3 separate regions of the Pan troglodytes genome follow, and all the other regions are linked to region 1. A link is a contact called in public HiChIP or PLAC-seq data. All regions are on one chromosome and are shown on one strand. Each heading gives the region's core, a stretch centred on a gene start, on an enhancer-like site or on the middle of the called end of the contact. The rest is flanking DNA. Distances are from core to core; before and after follow the strand shown.

Region 1 (2,689 bases), core at 98-2,597:
TTAAGCCCAAGTATCCATCTCATCAACACTCCTAGAAGACTTCTGTTTCCAATTCAAATATGCATTCTGATTACTTTAGCAGATTTTATTTTTAAATCATGTCTTACACATGATTTGAGAAAAAGACTCCTAAAATCCCATTTGGAAGAGGGAGGACTATACATTATTAACGTGACGCAAAGTCCCATCTAACGTGCCACCTTCCTTAGTGCCATAAAAGTGGTTCTCAAACTTCACGGCACGTTAAGAATCATCTAGACCGCTTATAAAAACATGCAGATTCTCGAGCCCGTTCCACCAGAGATGAACAGAGTGGCTCTGGAGCGGGCCCCGGGAAGAACATGTGAAAGCCGTGAAGCTCCCCAGGTGATTGTCACGACTGCCTCTCCTCGCTCGGGGCCTTTTTTTTTTTTTTTTTTTTGAGCCGGAGTCCCGCTCTGTCGCCCAGGCTGGAGTGCAGTGGCGCGATCTCGGCTCACTGCAAGCTCCGCCTCCCGGGTTCACGCCATTCTCCTGCCTCAGCCTCCCGAGTAGCTGGGACTACAGGCGCCCGCTACCACGCCCGGCTAATTTTTTTGTATTTTAATAGAGACAGGGTTTCACCGTGTTAGCCAGGATGGTCTCTATCTCCTGACTTTGTGATCCGCCCGCCTCGGCCTCCCAAATTGCTGGGATTACAGGTGTGAGCCACCGCGCCCGGCCCGGGGACTCTTAAAATACAAACATTACTGGAAGGTCACCTCCTGCTAGGGCCAAGAGAACAGCATGAAGGGCTGCGAGAAATTGGGAGGCTTGGGGCGACGTTTGGAAGCCTTAGTGGAGGGAGGGGTCTGTTATGGGGAGCAGGGAGGCCAAGGCAGAAGTGAAGCGCGACCAGACAGCGACCCCACCCTGCTACGCACTCCCCACCAGGACCGCCTCCTCTGGCCCAACCCTCCCGGAACTTCGAGCCCCAGCGGGCAGCGCGCAGCACGCAGGCGCAGAGCGTGCCCGGCGCAACGCACTGCACGCCGGGAGTCGTTGTCGGCCTGGGCGGGCGGGGCAGCTCACTTCTGACCCCGCCCCCCAGGGTCTCCAGGTGTCCAACCAGTTTCCCTCCACCCGGGTGCGCGTCACAGACCTTCCCCGCCTGCATCTGGCACTTCGCGCGACCCCCTCCTCCAGGCCGAGAAACTTCGCGCCTGGGACTTGCCGACGACTAAGGCTCAGTGAGACTCGAAGAAATCAGGCCCGTGTCTTTCGTCCGGGTAAAGCGAGGGGCTGGACTAGAAAGATCCTTCCAGTCGCCTCTGGCTCGCCCAGCTCTCCCGCCACGCCCCGTACCTGGGGGCTGCTGGGAGTTGCAGTTCCCTGAGCCCGACCCCTCCTGCTCAGTCCCCCCCGCCCCGGGCCGGCCGGCCCTCCCGGTCCCGACATGCTCTGCGCCTCCTGCCGCCTCCTAGCGGCCCGGGCCGCGACCACGCTGCCCGCCCCGCCCCGAGCCCGGGGCCCCGCGCTCCGCTGCAGTGGAGGGCGTTGCATTTCCTGGGGTACCCCGAGCTGCCCTCTTGTGACTCCTTGGCGGGGCGGCTGGTCAGACAAAGTGTGCCTCCGAGCCGGAGGGCGACCCAGAGGAGGGGGAAGATGCCGCCGGCCACGGGCGGAGGCCTGGCAGAGTCCGAGCTGCGTCCCCGGAGGGGCCGCTGTGGCCCCCAGGCTGCTAGGGCCGCAGGCCGGGACGTGGCCGCTGAGGCTGTGGCGCGAAGCCCCAAACGGCCTGCTTGGGGCTCACGGCGCTTCGAGGCGGCCGGCTGGTGGGCCCTGCTGGCCTTGGTGACGCTGCTGTCCTTCGCCACCCGCTTCCACCGCTTGGACGAGCCGCCGCACATCTGGTGAGTGATGGGAGGGACTCGGCGGGCACCATGGCAACCGCGACGGGACGCCGCCCTCTGATTGGCCCGAGGGTACGGAGGGGGCGGGATCTATAGGAGGAGGGCCGCGGTGGAGGGGAACTTGAGGTATCGGGTGGGTTGGCCTCTGGCGAGGTGCATTCTCTGGGAAGGGGGATCGTTTTGCTCTGGTGGTGGGGCAGTGGGATTCTTAGAATCTGAGGAAGCAGCCCTCATGTCTTCCAGGTTATGCTACAGTGCATCACCTGGCTTGCAAATGTGGCTTTTAAAGGTGCTTTCAACTTTCCAAAGAGAATTGCAAATTTTTGGGTACAGAATTTTCTAAGGCCTGAGTTCCTATGTCTGCAGGATTTTCAGGCATCAACAGAGGAGAAAATACCTAACTGTGTACCTTTATCCTATAGGGCAAGGACAGTTTGGGTGTTCAGGTATGGTGACCAAAGGATTTTATGAGGCAGAACTCGTCTTGTGAGAAGAGATTTATTTTCTTAAAGGTTTTAGCTTGTACTATCCGGATACTGGGTGTCAGAAATGGAATTCTTTAAGCAAAAAGCAGGCAAGAAAACAGACTGTCAGGGTTGCTTTATTTAGAAATTAATAAATTAGCTTGTTATTGTGTCGTGACTGCTGGCAGAAGATGAAACTCCTGGGTTAGAGACAAAGGACTTTATTACAGGAAATAGGATGCATGTTAGAAGCAATTTCCCTTGCCATCCAAGTCCCACAGGGTGACGCTATGGGTTTAAATGGATGACTGCACAGGCAGTGGGTTGCATCCAAGTGAAGGAACGACAAGCTTG
Region 2 (2,689 bases), core at 120-2,619, 180 kb after region 1:
GCTGAGCTGATCAGCATATGGCCCTCATTTCAAGGGATTGCTCTTGTTTTAATCAGCCAGTTGAGAAAGCAATAAATGTTTATTTATTAAGTATGCCATCACCCAGAGGAGAGGAACAGGGCAGGTAGGTGAGCTGCGACACCCAGGAAATTGAGGATGGTGATGGCACCAATATTCCTGCAGTGTTTGATGTTTTTAAGGCTCTGCTCCCCCCACCCCCCACTGTTTGATACACATTGGTGTCACTACCCTCTTGGCGCATCACAGTACCCACCTTAGAATAGCGGAGCCCTGGAAGGGGAAGGAAATAGAAATAAGAAGGTGGGGGTGAGGCTCAAAGAAGAAGCTCCAAGTTCAAGCTCTGTGTCTGGATAAACTCCCATTGTCTTTCCTTCTCTCAAATCAGAGCTGCCGGTGGGTCCCAGGGTGATGCTGGGCTGTGTAGAGGCTGAGCGCAGGAGCATTAATGCTAGAACCAGGTTCAAGTCCAGGCTCTGTCACTTAATGGCTGTATGACCTTAGACATGAGACTTAGCTTCTCTGAGCTTCAACCTCCTCATCTCCAGAATGGGGCTCAGCCAGTTTCACAGATCAGGCTGAGAGGATTAAGGAAGCATCTTATGCTAAAGGCTTAGCACAATGCCTGCTACCTAGTAGGGGCCCGATAAGTAGTGTCTCTAATTATGATCTAATCAAGCAGTGCTTGGCCTGGGCAGGCCCTGTTCAAGGGTTTTACATAGATTGTCATTTAACCCTCATATCTCTATTTCACAGATGAGGAAACTGGAATCTAAGATCACACTGGAATTTACAGACGAAGAAACTGGAATCTGAGATCTCACAGTAGTGAATGGTGAATATTCAAACCCAGGTAGACAGGCTCCAGAGTCCCAACTCCCAACCCTCTGTACACAGCCCTTCCGAGGAGATGACGCTGATCTTCATGGGTGTTGCCCTGGCAAGCTGACCTCTCAAACCCCCAGGGTTCCTTCAGTCCGAGTGGAGAGCAGGGAAGGTCGTGGGACATAGCCGAGAGGGAAGGGCAGGATGATGGCTGGAGAATCCACATCAGGGCTGAATCCCAATCTCCCAGCTGGAACGGGCGCTGAAACCAGGCAGGGCGCCCCAGCCCGCTCAAGGGGAATCGAGAGGGGAGGAGGGGGCAAGTCCACGATGCTGAGACTGGCGGCCAGAGCACCGCCCCCAGAAGCGGAGGGAGGGGTGGCGGGGCTGGGGGGTGCCCAGCTGCCATCCCCGCCGCTTCCTGGCCCCTACTCGCTGGCGCCCAAGTGGGAAGCCAGCAGCTGCCCGCTCCCTCCTCCCCACATCCCCGCTACCTGCCCAGTTCCCGAAGCGAAGCGCAGGCTGCGAGCCAGCCGGGCCGAGCCCACAACTTTGCAGCCTCGGGCAGGGCGAGAGCCGGCGTCCGGGGCTCCTCTTGTCGGCGACCAGAGCTCGGTGAGTTGATTTCCTCACCCCTCTGCGACGGCGGCAGTGCGGCGGCGGCGGCGCGGGGGGCGGCTTCCCGTGCGTCCGGGAGGCAGTGGCCGAGAAGCCCGCGGCTGCCGGCGCTGCCGGTCTTTCCAAGGCTCCGGCTGTGCCGCCCTCTGCCGCGGGCGAGGCGGGCGCCAGGGCTGAACGGACAGCTCCCTACACCCCGGGGCCCCACGGGCGGTCTCTGCTGTCCCTTCTCCCGCGCAGGGCCAGGGCTGAGGCTGCCTGCCGAGCGCCCCTCACTCCCCTAGCCCCTGTCCTTCGCCGCCTTCCCAGCGCTGCGGCGCATCTGGCTGCTCCCGCGCCCCCCTGGCGACCGGCGCCGGGAAGGCACTTGCTTCGCCGGAGCCCCAGGCCGAGGGCTCTCTGGGGTGGGCAGCACCGCCGCAGCCCCCGGCGGCGCAGGACTGGGGGCGGTGCCCAGCCCCCGGCGACCACCCTCAGGCGTGCACTGCGCTGCGCCCCAGCGGCAGGGAGAGGCCCACGCTCTCCGCGGAGGCTGCGGGTTCCCGGGGGGCGCTGGGACCTGCAAAGGGGATTCCAAGGTGACCAGTCGACCCGTGCGGACGGGACAGCCTGGACGGAGGCCCCGTGGCATCCACCCATCCTAGGTGCAACCGCCTTCCCAGAACTTTTCTCGCGCCTCCGGCCGGCCGATTCCTTAGCCCCTGGAAAAGTTCTCTCGGGCGCACGGAATCCTATTTCTCGGTGGCTTCCGAAGCTGGCCAGGAACCCCGGCTGTGAGGCGTGGGGTGGGATGGGAACGTGGTGAGGGCTGAGCACGGCGGCGGGGTCGATCCCAGGAAAGGCTGGCCAAGCATCCACTCGTGCGCCCAGGGCGGGCTTGTCGGCATGGAAAGGATTTCGGCGCCATGAGGGTTGTTTGGGTTTCTCTCAGCAGGAGGGCGGGAGGCGGGCGCGAAGGGGGGATTTTAATTTCGCCTCAAATGAAAACGCTCTTCGCAAAGAAATAGCCCGGGCAGCCAGCGTTGGAGAGATGTGCTGGCCAGGACCCGCTGACACAGGTATTCTGGCTGCGCCCCCTCCTCACCCGGTGCCCGAGAGCGAGTGTGAGTGTATCGATTGTTTCAATTGATTTTTTTAAAGCTAGGTAGCAGAGGCTGCGTGTCTGTACACGCAGATATATACATACACAAATACAGATACTCAAGCGCACACAGATTACACGTACAGA
Region 3 (2,689 bases), core at 73-2,572, 140 kb before region 1:
CTCACTGGCACAGTGTTCTGACCTATCAGATTCGCACTTGTATTATAAACTTCCTACACATTCACTGCCCCCTAGATGGCCAGAAAAACGTTAAGTCCAGGGCTTCAAAACAAACAACAAAAATTAGGTCAAGTACTCTGCATGTTAAGAAGAGACAATACAAAGTGAGATATGGAAAAGAAACATCACTATCTGCCTTCCTACTTATTAACTATTAGAGAAAACAACAGCAAAAAAGGCTGCAACAAAGTAACGGTACAATACAAACATTATGAACAAAGTTCAGTGGAATTCAAAAATAAGGAAACATTACTTTGGGAAGATTTCATGAAGCAGGGCAGTTATTTTAAGAACGGTCAGGTTATAAAACCACGGCTGCTCGGCAACCTGGAGTTCCAACACACCCGACCTGATAGTTCCGGGTGAGAGGCCGCAGCTATCTGAGCTCTGAGCACCTGCACAACACGTTCTCAATCTCCCGCGGGACCGCTGCAGCGGTCCCCTATGAATGACTTTTAATTTTACCGCAGGCCGCAAAATAGGAATTACAGACCCCTGGCCTTAGGCCTTTCACAGCTATCTCCCAACACAATCAAAGGAGGTTCCAGTCTCAGTGACTCCTCTGGCCACGTGTAGTAAGCACCTCCCTGCTCGGGCTGGATGCAGCAGCCAGGGCGTTATCTCCTAGTCTCTCTGACAACCCTCCTCTGGGGCGCAGCCCTCCAAGTCCATCTCCCTCCCCTCAAACACTGAGAAGGTGACCGCGGAGTGGAGAGGCCTGGGGCTACGGACCCCTGCCACAGGAAGGACCCACCCCCATCTCCGGACAGGGCTACCTCAGCCCCGGCTCTGTCCGGACCGAGGTTCTAGGAACCCTGAAACCCTGGCCCGGCCGCAGGTCTCCCAAGGCCGGCCTGCTTTGCTGGCCCTCACCAGTGCCAGTTGTTGACGTTGGTGGCGTCCGCCCGCTCCTCCACGATCCAGCGTGGGTCTCCCTCACCCCACTTGGCCATCGGCTCTCCTATCGCGGCGCCACCAGCTCCGGAGCAGCCGTAGCCACAGCCTCAGGACCGCTTAGTGCCAGCCGCCCGGCAGCGCCTGGAAACTACTAGAAGCGGCCGCAAGCACCTCCTGGCTTGCTTTTCCCTCCACCCCCTCCCCTCCTTAACTTCCGGCTCCTCCCCACTCCCACCGGTTACTTCCGTCCCAACTCGCCGCACCGTGGGTTCCGCCTGATTTAGAGATCCTTCAGACTCCCTCGGGTTCTCCCCAAAAAGCGTCCCGAAACCCAACTGCTCATACAACCATTCCTCACCCATAGGAAAACAAAGAACACGTCTCATTGCTTCCCTGGACCCTAAATCGCCCTTGCTGAGCCTCATGGGAATTGTAGTCTTGCTACGTGACCCGGGGGATAACCGCGGAAGGTCGCGCGGAAAGGATAGGAAATGACCTAGCACGGTGCTTGGGGTTTCTGGGGGCTGTAGTCAAGAAGCCTTGTGGTTCGTCGGGACAGCGCCTGACAGCAGAGGCAGAAGAAACTACGACTTCCAGCATGCCCTGCGGTCTCGTTATTCGTGTTTTCTCTCCGCCCCACGATTATTCCCTTCCGCCCCCTTCTCTAAGCTGCACAGCCTGAACAGAAGGGCTGGTCCAGCGGCGGCGGAGGCTGGCGCTGTCCTGAGAGGGAGGGCTCTGTGCGGAAGAGGTGAGGGTGTCCCAAGCCCCTTGGGTCGCGTATTTGGCAGAGTCCAGCCTCTCCGCATCTTAATCTTTTCCCCTCTTCTAGGAGGCATCCCTACACCCTACGACTACAGGCCTTATTCTCTTCTTTCAGTCAGGGCGACCCTTGGGCGCTGGAGTACGCTTGGGATTGGGGCTGCGAGTGAGCACCAGCGATTGGTTCGGAAGCGGACATTTGGTTCAGAACGAGCATTTAACTCTGCCAGGGATCCGCTGGGCTCTGACGACTGCGGTAGATCCATGGCTTCCTGGACGTTCACCCGTAGAGTCATCCTAGCTTAACTCTTGTTTCCTGGTCTCAGTTCACAAGCCTCACCTGTATCTTCCTGGCTCGGAAGATAATTGAAACCAAGTCTGACTTCTCAGTAGCTGGTTTTTGGAGTTTTCTGAGGCAGGGAGCATGTTGTGGTTTTCTTGCTGATTCTTCTGTTTTCCTTTGTAAAGTTCCTGTTCTCCCCTGAGGTCTCTCACCCTGCCTTGTTGGCTGTCAGTAAACAAGAGACGATAAAGACAAACCTCTGAAGTATTTTAAATCATGTTGAAGCACCTGTCACTCTTAAGAGTGACAATCGTACCTGATTACTTTATAACTCTAGAGCCACTAGATCATTATCTATACTTGCCAAGTAAACCTAGCTTCTCATTTGGCGTTATAAATACAAATTGATGGCAGTTGTTTACTGCCATTGCATGGTTAAAAAGATTCCAGAAATCCTCTGGCAGATTATTGTGTTTGTTAGACACATTCTATGTCTATCTGTAGATAACTACTATAGTGAAGGAATGATCTCTAGTTTTCTGGAAAGTGAAAAATAGGTAGAAGGACCATGCAAGACACTAGAAATGGTCTAGGAGCCAGAAAGCCTGGATTGTAATTTGAAATAGGAGCACTTAACAAAGTGGCTTTGATACTGAACTCTTTTGTGCCTCACTTTCCCCATGAGTA

Evidence for each region. HiChIP or PLAC-seq counts read pairs in DNA pulled down with a chosen protein or histone mark.
Region 2: a contact with region 1 is called in an H3K4me3 HiChIP or PLAC-seq map of stem cell-derived excitatory neurons, with 5 times the contacts expected there. The contact joins the promoter of ZDHHC22 here to the promoter of POMT2 in region 1. A contact is called at or near these places in 1 of 7 Hi-C or Micro-C datasets (stem cell-derived neural progenitor cells) and 1 of 1 datasets of contacts at active chromatin or transcription factors (stem cell-derived excitatory neurons).
Region 3: a contact with region 1 is called in an H3K4me3 HiChIP or PLAC-seq map of stem cell-derived excitatory neurons, with 5 times the contacts expected there. The contact joins the promoter of VIPAS39 here to the promoter of POMT2 in region 1. A contact is called at or near these places in 1 of 7 Hi-C or Micro-C datasets (stem cell-derived neural progenitor cells) and 1 of 1 datasets of contacts at active chromatin or transcription factors (stem cell-derived excitatory neurons).

Annotation. Positions count from the first base shown.
Region 1 is chr15:75,273,264-75,275,952 of NHGRI_mPanTro3-v2.0_pri, reverse strand. POMT2 (protein O-mannosyltransferase 2) reads left to right here and starts at 1,347. Exons shown (of 22, transcript XR_010151242.1): 1 at 1,347-1,871. It also overlaps a transcript of GSTZ1 not described here.
Region 2 is chr15:75,094,884-75,097,572 of NHGRI_mPanTro3-v2.0_pri, reverse strand. It overlaps ZDHHC22 (zinc finger DHHC-type palmitoyltransferase 22), which reads left to right and starts at 1,369. Exons shown (of 3, transcript XM_001163688.6): 1 at 1,369-1,458.
Region 3 is chr15:75,412,517-75,415,205 of NHGRI_mPanTro3-v2.0_pri, reverse strand. VIPAS39 (VPS33B interacting protein, apical-basolateral polarity regulator, spe-39 homolog) reads left to right here and starts at 1,322. Exons shown (of 20, transcript XM_001164812.7): 1 at 1,322-1,708. It overlaps AHSA1 (activator of HSP90 ATPase activity 1), which reads right to left and starts at 1,315. Exons shown (of 9, transcript XM_063793815.1): 1 at 1,221-1,315.